Regions from separate parts of the Zea mays genome. Here region 1 is linked to region 2. A link is a contact called in public Hi-C data. All regions are on one chromosome and are shown on one strand. Each heading gives the region's core, a stretch centred on a gene start, on an enhancer-like site or on the middle of the called end of the contact. The rest is flanking DNA. Distances are from core to core; before and after follow the strand shown.

Evidence for each region. Hi-C and Micro-C count contacts between places; a contact is called where the count stands out from the background.
Region 1: a contact with region 2 is called in a Hi-C map of leaf, with 5 times the contacts expected there. The contact joins the promoter of LOC109941429 here to the promoter of LOC100280182 in region 2. A contact is called at or near these places in 2 of 25 Hi-C or Micro-C datasets (endosperm and leaf).

The regions. Positions count from the first base shown.
Region 1 is chr8:76,261,966-76,266,683 of Zm-B73-REFERENCE-NAM-5.0, reverse strand. It overlaps LOC109941429 (RNA cytidine acetyltransferase 1), which reads right to left and starts at 2,153. Exons shown (of 25, transcript XM_020542378.2): 1 at 1,709-2,153; 2 at 1,374-1,545; 3 at 1,161-1,283; 4 at 795-968; 5 at 489-599; 6 at 274-407; 7 at 103-196; 8 at 1-18. The coding sequence starts at 1,905.
Region 2 is chr8:75,925,396-75,929,878 of Zm-B73-REFERENCE-NAM-5.0, reverse strand. LOC100280182 (Putative DUF1296 domain containing family protein) reads right to left here and starts at 1,917. Exons shown (of 10, transcript NM_001153114.1): 1 at 1,535-1,917. The coding sequence starts at 1,739.

The sequences.
Region 1 (4,718 bases), core at 904-3,403, 340 kb before region 2:
ATCATAGTGCAAATGCTCCTGAAAGAGGAAATATAAGCATAAAAATCCTATGTAAAGAACACAGCTACACTTCAACAACAAAACAAAATAGCAGAAAAGCACCTTGTACTCCAATGCATTTATTCCCTTGCACACAAAGTCAAACAAAGTTTTTAAGTTCTCTGGACTTGGAGCGGTGACAAATATATTTGAATACCTAAGAAGTCAAACAATTTGCACTAAGAAGAATAGCACATTCGACTAAATATTGACTTCCATTGGGTTGAGCTTTACCCAGCTGCTACAGCTCCAGCAATGGCAAGACCAAGAGCTGCTGATTTACCACGTCCACGAGCAGCAAGCAAAGCAACTGTACTCCTCAGGGACTTATCCAAAATAGAGTCTAGAAAATTGATGACAGCTTTACCCTGCAAGTGACTTTAAGTTTCAACATATGGCACAAGAATCTTTTTTGTGAAAATATTGATAGAATTAGCATTGAACTGCACCTGATCCATTGTGCAGCACTTTCCAATCAACGGGCCAACGGGAAAGTCTTCGCGAAATTGATCCTTGAGTTCTTTCAACTCCCTCTCCCGTTCCGACAAACCTTCAGAATCCTAGGCACATGATTAAAAAATGCACATTGCAGAGGAATCAAATGATATGAATTACAGAAACAAAATATCCAAGAGATTCACCAGAACTTGGAAAACTCAGCAGTCATTCATCATAGGATAGAAGAGAAGAAGTCTTATTGGGAAAAAAGGAATGCTTAACATACCAATAAAGGAAATGGAATTAAGCACCCATACCTCATTGTTTGTAACTGGTTGTATGAATTTCATGTGAGAGGATATCGGCAAAATGTTAAGTTCATCATCCATCACAACACATGCTTTGCATGATGCTATAGACAGCAAGAACCTCTCATTGAACCTTGCAGCCGCTTGAGTATGAGACTCCGTTCGAAACCTTTCATGGACATCCTGTTGGAACAGAAAGAACCAAACTCAAAATCTAATTCAGCGCGGATGGGGAATGGCGCATGGGGCAGGTGGTATAGAGATTCTTCATTCTTAATAGACAACACGAAACCAAAAAAACTATCAAAACTCCTTACTTAATTGACTGTGTATGGGTGAAAGATAAGTAAAATGCAGGGGAGAAATGAAACTCACCATGACCATTGTATAGAGACTGGTTAGTGAGGACAGCGAGCGGAGCAGCAAGATTATCAAACCGCCACCCTCAACTGTCTCAATGGTCCGTGCAAGAAGGTTAGGCGTCAGTGCCTCAAAGTCCTGTAGCAACAACAAAGAAAATTCAGCAACAAGAAAGCCGAGGATGGCAGCCTCAGCCAAATGGAATAGAAGAGAAGTTTCAGGAAGAACCTGCAGTATGCACATGCCGAACGTGTTGCCAAGGACCCGCTCAGAGTCCCTGTAGAGGCAGTATGTAATGTCCGAGGTCTCCATGAAGAGGGAGAACGGGTCGGCCTTCTCAGGGTCCAGGAGACCCCGCTGCATGAGCTTCTTGATCTGCTTGCCGCGCTTCTTCTTGTGACTACGGTACAGGATGAAACAATGACAAATAGGGAAGTAAATATACAGCACTGCACAATGCAAGCCGCGTCATCTCTGCATTCACTAACCGAGCACCAAGTAAAGTAAAGCAAGCGTGCGGTGGCGGAGGAAAACGCGGCCAGCCGCAAGGGCACCATCATCACCTGCTGATCTCGAGCTTGTCGCGGTAGCACCAGAGGACGGAGGGGCGCGACTTGACGCGGGACTTGGTGAGCATGTAGTTGAGATTGACGATCTGATCGCGCGACTTGTCGCCGACGATGACGAACATGGAGCGCTGCCGCTGCCGCACGCCGTTCTCGATCATCGTGCGGATGCGCTCGTCCACCTTCTTCCTCATCCTGCCGCCGCTCCTAACTGCTGGCACCGGCGGCGACTGTTTTCGGGGGAGCGGTAGTGGGTTTAGCTAGGGTTTAGCCGCCTCGCAAGTGCCGGCGTGAATCGGTGAAGTCGCGGGCGGGAGGACGGAGAAGGGGACTGCGGGTGATGAGTGATGGGAGCGTGGACGGCGGGATGGGGAGCGCGGGGCTGCTTCAACGATTGAGATTGCCTCTTACTAATTTCTTAGTGAGCGCGGCAATGGGCTGTGTAGACTATAGATTGGGCTGGGCTCTTTTAAGACCAGAGCAACCATTTCCCTTCTTTCTTTTCGACGGCCTAAGAGCAACTCCAGTAGTTCTCTAAATAAACTTTCTAAATTTAACAACTTGCCATCTAACCTTATTTTCTCTCTACATTTGGCAACCATTTAACAACTCCCTAAACAAAAATGTTGATTGCATTATATAGTTTTGTGACTTATTTTTTATGTGGATAAATACAAAACAAAATTACAACCTATATTTAGAGAACTATTGAAGAACTCACATTTTTTACTCTAAAAGTCATTTAGCAACTTCTTAAATCTGTGATTTAGAGAGCTAAAATTTACATAACTATTGGAGTTGCTCTAAGGCTACGAGAGCAGGCTACAACTGTTGCCAAAAGCGTAGTCTGCCCCCAATTTTTTAAATTTTTGGTCTTTCTCTACTATAGGTGTGTTTATTTCTACTCATCAATTATATAATCTGGATTGTGTTGGTCATTTGTTTTCAACTGCTGAATAAAATAAAAAAATAAGAAAACATAATATTAAATGATAAGTGCCTTTGTCCTTTTATCAAAGGATGAAGGTGATGGTGGACATTTGTTTTTAAATCTTTTGGGATATAGAAAGGAACATGTTAGCATAAGTTAGTGTGTTTCCTTCATCTAACCGCTCCTCGAAGGTCATATGAGTAAAAGAGTTTACAAACAAAGAGTGAACATAAGCATATTTATAAACGTAAGGAGCAGATAATAAAGAATAAGTCATTTAACTTGTTTACATAATTGAAAGGGAAATAGCCTAAATATTTCCTATAATCGATTTTCGTGTTTGACGTCCATCACAAACCATATAGACTAACTAGTTTGCCTAGTTGCTATTTCTCTCAGGTGCCTAAAGTTTACATAAACAAACAAAGAAAGTGATCTGGGCAACTCTACAAAGTTTGGAGCAATAACAAGAGTTGGTGCAACCAGTGGCGCACCGGAGTCCGGTGCCTAGGCCGAAACACCTCGCGAACTGCCACCCTCGGGTTTTCTCAGAGTCAATCCGCTATAATTCACCGGACTATCCGGTGAGCCAACGGAGCAAAGGTCAACTTCGTCAACGGTCGACTGCAGTACAGTCTGACCGTCAGAAGTTAGAGTCAGTCTGCAAAGTCAGAACGCACCGGACTGTCCGGTGTGCCACCGGACTGTTCGATGCCGCAAGAGGACACAAGACTTCAACGATCAACAGCTCTAAACTCCAATGGTCGACTGACGTGGCACTCACCATACAGTGAACAGTAGAGTGTCCGGTGTGCCTAGGGCTAGGCAAAAAACCCGTAACCCGAACCCGAAATACCCGAAACCCGAATTTTGTTCGGGAATTTCGGGTAGCAACTTGCAAAACCCGAATTTATTTCAGGTAATTCGGGGTATCACAATCGGGTACCCGAAATACCCGAACTTTCATGTGTCATGTACTCATGTCATGCTTAATTATTAATTTGTACATCTATAATTATGTGTAAGTGTGAATAACTTGTGATTGTAGATTGCTTGTGTTTTATATGTACATGTATATCATTATTCAAACTATATTTTTATACTAATTTAATAGGGTGTATGTGTTTTTACGAAGCCGACACAATAGTTCGGGTAGTTTGGGAATACCCGAACACGAACTCGAAATTCCGGGTACCTGAATTTTCGGGTATTGCAAAACCCGTTGTAATTTCGGGTATCAATTCTCAAAACCCGAAATTTTAAAAACCCGAATTACCCGACTCGAAATTTTCGAGTAACCCGAACGCCCACCCCTAGGTGTGCCCATCGACGGTAAAGTAAGCCAACGGCTAGGAAGTGGTTGGAGGCTATAAATACCCCCAACTACCTCCATTCAAGCCATCCAAGCTTCCCAACCTTCACATTCAATACTACAGCAAATAATACACTCCAAAGACACAATCAAAACATTCAACCCTCTCCAAGCTCCAAAATCAAATCAAGTGCTTAGTGACTTGAGAGAGGGTGACTTGTGTTTCTTTTGTTGCTCTTGTTGCTTGGATTGTTTTCTTCTTCTCACCCTAATTCTTTCTAAGTGCTTTGTAAAACTAGCAAAAGACACCTAATTGTGTGGTGATCCTTGCGGGGTCTTAGTGACCCGTTTGATTAAGAAGAAGCACTCGACCGGTCTAAGTGACCGATTGAGAGAGGGAAAGGGTTGGAATAGACCCGGCCTTTGTGGCCTCCTCAACGGGGAGTGGGTTCCTTGGAACCGAACCTCTGGAAACAAATCACCATGTTCATTTGTGTTGATCTTCATCACTCGATTTGTTTCTCTCCTCTCCTCTCTATCTAAAGTTCCCTTGCTCATATTGTTTTGAGTTTGCTCCCAAAGTTATCCGCATTGATTGAGCAACTCATAGCAAGAGGAACAATCTTCCACACTTTTAATTTATTTATTACCCTAACCCCGGGTGTAGTGCATGTTCAAAAGTTTCTAATTTTCAGGTTTCGCCTATTCACCCCCCTCTAGGCGACTTTCAATAATCATCTCAGATTTCACCTTCGGATAATTTA
Region 2 (4,483 bases), core at 668-3,167:
ATTTATTAGGAATACATAAGCCATAAAAGTAGTGATTTATTTCCAGCAGAGAAAATATCAGATGGGTAAGCAAGGGTTAGATGGTGCTTTAGAATAGGACCAAACACAAAAAAAATGAATGAGAAGGACTAATGGAAGGCTTTCATAACTTTGAAACAACCTTTGGTAACTGGCACCCAAGCAACCCTACACTGAAATTACTGAAAGTTCTACTTTCCAACAAATATTCGCTACATGGTACACATCAATTTACAAGAAAATAGATAATGGCGAAAGGGCCTTTGGCGTAACGGTTAAGGCTTTCGAGTAGCACCTCTAGGTCCCGGATTCGATCCCCCTCGGTGGCAAATTTCAGGCTTGGTTAAAAAAAATCTCCTCGTTGTGCCCCGCCCGCTCTCGGGGAACGGAATCTTGCACGCCACCCTTTGGCTGGGCCGTTGCAGCGTGGGCAGTTGATCGGCCCGTTGGTGATGGGGGGCCAGGGTTCGAGGGTTTTCTCGGCCGGGGCCATGTTTCGGTCTCTTCTTAATATAATACCGGAAGGGCGGTCTTTCTCTCCCGGACGAGTTTTTTAAGAAAATAGATAATGTGTCTATGCCAAGTTATAAACAGAGCAAACCCAGTAACAAGAAAATGGTAAGCAATACATGAGTGAGCTTAAACACGTCCTAAACTCCTAATGCTGAAGACAAAGGCATGTTTATGCTAGGCGCAACAGTTTCAGTCTATATGATATTCAATCCAACATATGGACCAGGTATCATGATCCTGCAACACAGCTGAATTACAATGGAATAGTAATCAGGACTTATGTAGGGAAATGACCCCCCCCCCCCCCCCCCCTCTTCATCTCTATTATTACACCATATGGGTGGCACAATCTGTTGCAAAAAACACATCCGTAAATGCACAAAAAAAGTTGCTCGTTGAGAAAAAAGTGTTCTCTCATCTCTATCTCTTCTCTACTATATTTAAGTGTGAATTTTTCACGCATCGTCCCCCATGGAAGAGGTTTGAACCCTGCACTTCTTGATGCAAGGCAAGAAACTTTAACCACTTCAGCTCACAACTGTTTTGTGCTATACAAATGAGAGATATAGTAAACATATAGGTATACTAATAAATTGAAAATAAAAAACATAATCAGGTTTGAATAAATATCTCATTTGAACAAAGTCTACCGTAGCAATATACGGGCAACTAACTAGTCTGAATTAAAAAGTTTAAAACTACCCACCATGCTTCACAGCCACGTTGAACCTAAAACTGGCAAGCAAATACAAGTCACAACGTACAGCATCCGCAGAACCAGACCGGATTGGCAAGCAATTCAACAGCAACCGTCCAAAATGGGGGTTACGACTTATACGACACAGACCGCGCATATCAGCGCGGCGCCAAATCACCGTGCTAAGGTGGGGAAAATCAAACCCTAACGGGCATCGCACGACAACGTCCACACTAAACAGTTGGAGCCCGCGAGGACAGAGCTAGAGCGAGGAGAGAGAGACAGGCAGCGTGTATATACCCTTACCCTGGGAGATGAGCCTCTCTACGGCTATGTCGGGGTCCATGCCGCAGTCGCAGAGGGTGGCGTAGATCTCGCCCTCCGAGCGGTCGGCCAGGATCCCCTTGAGGCTCTGCACCATCTTCCTGGAAGCAGCCGGGACCGCCGCCGCATCCGCATCCGCCCCGTCCGACGCCGCATAGGAAGGCTGCCTCCCGCCGCCGCCCCTCATGGCGCTCCCGCTCCCGCCGCAGCAGCCACCACAGGCGCCTCAGCCGGCTCCTCCTCCTCCTCCTCGAACCGGGGCGGCGACGAGCTGCGGTCGCGTCGCCGCTGCGCGCGGTGTGCGGAGCAGCAAAACCCTCGTCGCCGCCGCCTCGCTCCCCACACCCCACGCACCGCGTATTGCCTCTCAGCGGCTCAGCCACGCACGCACCGAGAGCGAGAGGGCCGGCCTCGTGTACGAGGCACGAGCTCAGCTAATAATAAACGGCCGGGAACGGGAGATGCGGTTTCCTGTCCTGCGCTGCAAAAAGAAAGAGAGTTGAAGAGCACCCTGCTCTTCCGTCTGTCATATGGGTTGCGTTGCGCGAGCTGGCGGCTTGGTGCATCCGGGCAGTTGTCTAGCTAACATGTGGTTTATATTAAAAAGATGTTTGGTTACTTTATACAAATACTTGCTTCCTGAGCTTGTGTGTTTGGTTTGGCTTTTTAACTTTGGTTTTTGCCCTCTAAAAACCAAAAGTCAAACCAAAGGGTCGGATTCAGAATGCAGCTTAATCTAAAAGCTGACTTTCTCGCAATTCAAAACTTAAAGCACCACTAGATCTACTTTTAGTGGCTTTCCGATGTAACTGTAAAAACATATATCGAAGAACTTTTAACGGCTTTTAGTGGTTTTCACCAAACGGTTTTTAGCTTTCTAACAGCTCACACCCGCAACAGCCTTTTTCACAGCTCACAGCCCACAACAGCTTTTTTCAAAGCCACAGCTCAACCAAACAGACCCTTAGTTGTTGCTCCTGCTCTGAGCGCGCTCGCAGTAGCCTAGCCCCGAGAAAATGGACGTGGGTTTCGTTTATCTGGAGTCAGGTCATAGTCATATGTTATACAGTAGATCAGTATAGGACACCAAAAGTATGGATTTGCATATGCTTAGCCTGGATAATTGGTTCTGTATCCAACCAATCAGTCCCTTAATATACATACTACCACAATATTTGTGCATTACGACGGTGCATGATTATATGAATTGTCGAAGTTATGAACCTGTAAATCAAATACTAAGGGTTTGTTTGTGGAATTATATTTTGACTTGATTAAATAATCTAAAAATTTGAACTAAGTGTTATTTAGAAATGTTAGAGTATATGATCCAGTCAGATTATAATCTCAAACAAACACTCCCTAAGCAAACTAGTTAGTTCAAAAGATTGTGATGGTCATCAAGCACCAAAATTAATATAGAAAATGGTTAAACTCTGTTTCCCTTTCAATTTTGCATGTGATGACACATTTATGCTTTAAAATAGTCGCTATATCTGTCTTAATCTATATATGGTTGAATAGTTTGAGATAAAATTTATATTAATTTTTACTTCGATCTACTTCGCAAGAATTAACATAAATACATATGCATCAAAACGAGTTCTTAACTAAGAGCTAGTTTTGCACTGTTATAGTGTTATGTATTTTTCTACCACCAAAAGGGAGATCAGGTGGATTGTTGTTAGGATGTAGGGATGCCTCGTTAGAGCTATCTGTAATTGTAGAAGGGATTATGGACTAGCTCAAGATGATCACAAAGATGCATTCTTGACTGAACTAGTGAGAGCATGCAAGCAGAACTCTCTATCAACTTTGATAGGTGAGGACTTTAATATTCTTAGAACCAGCTGTAACATCCAAAATCTTATTTTGGATTTATTAAAAAGATTTTTCTAAGTTCTAAATAAATGTCGTAAATAAGGATTTTATTAGCTTAGAAATTATTTTTTGAAAATTAAGTAAATGTCATATTATAATTTGAATTGTCAAAGTTAGATTTAGGTCTCAAAACTAGAAGTTAAAATTTAAAATCTTTTAATAAACATAAAGATTTTTAATTGTTGATATGAGTGAATTATTTTCTTCTTCTCTCTCATGAATTAAGCATCAATATTGTTCAAAATAATAAAATATTGTTGCATCATACTGGGAATATTTTGTTTGTTGCATCTAAATTAGAGCTTGAATTTCAAAACCTAGACTTAAATTGAAAATGAAAGCTAAAATAGAAAGAGAATTAAAAGAAAAGAAAAAGGGGTGAAAGACTAATGTGGGCCCGCCGAGCCCAACAGTGTTCACGCTGACTAGTGGACCACCTATCTCCCTCGCGTTCGCGAGCCTGGGCACCGTCACTAGCATGTGGGCCCCTGAAAGGGAAATGTGCCCTTGGGCCATTTCTAAGTATTTTGGTGATTTAGTGTCCAACACAAGTGCTTAAGTGATAAACTATGTCAAATGATGGATAAGGTGCAAATCAATACAAAGGTATGATTCTAGACCTAGTATATTGGTTTTTGTGTACTAACATGTTTGTCTAAGTGTTAGAATCAGAGAAAATGCAATTGAAAAAGAGTGGCTCGAAGCAGCCAAGAGTCTGCTCAGTCTGGGTGCACCGGACTGTCCGGTGCGCCAGGCTGGCATCCGTCAACTAGCTGCTCTCGGGACTTCGTCGGCGGCGTACGGCTAAAATTCACCGGACTGTCCGGTGAGCCAACAGTCGGCCGGGCCAACGGTCGGCCGCGGAATTCGCGCGCGACGCGTGGAAAGTGCCAACGGTCGGATGGGGCACCGGACTGTCCGGTGTGCACCGGACAGTGTCCGGTGCGCCAACGGCTCCAAGACTGCAACGGTCGGCTTCGCCAAATAAGGAAAGAGATCCGCACCGGACAGTGTCCGGTGGTGCACCGGACTGTCCGGTGCGCCAGGCGA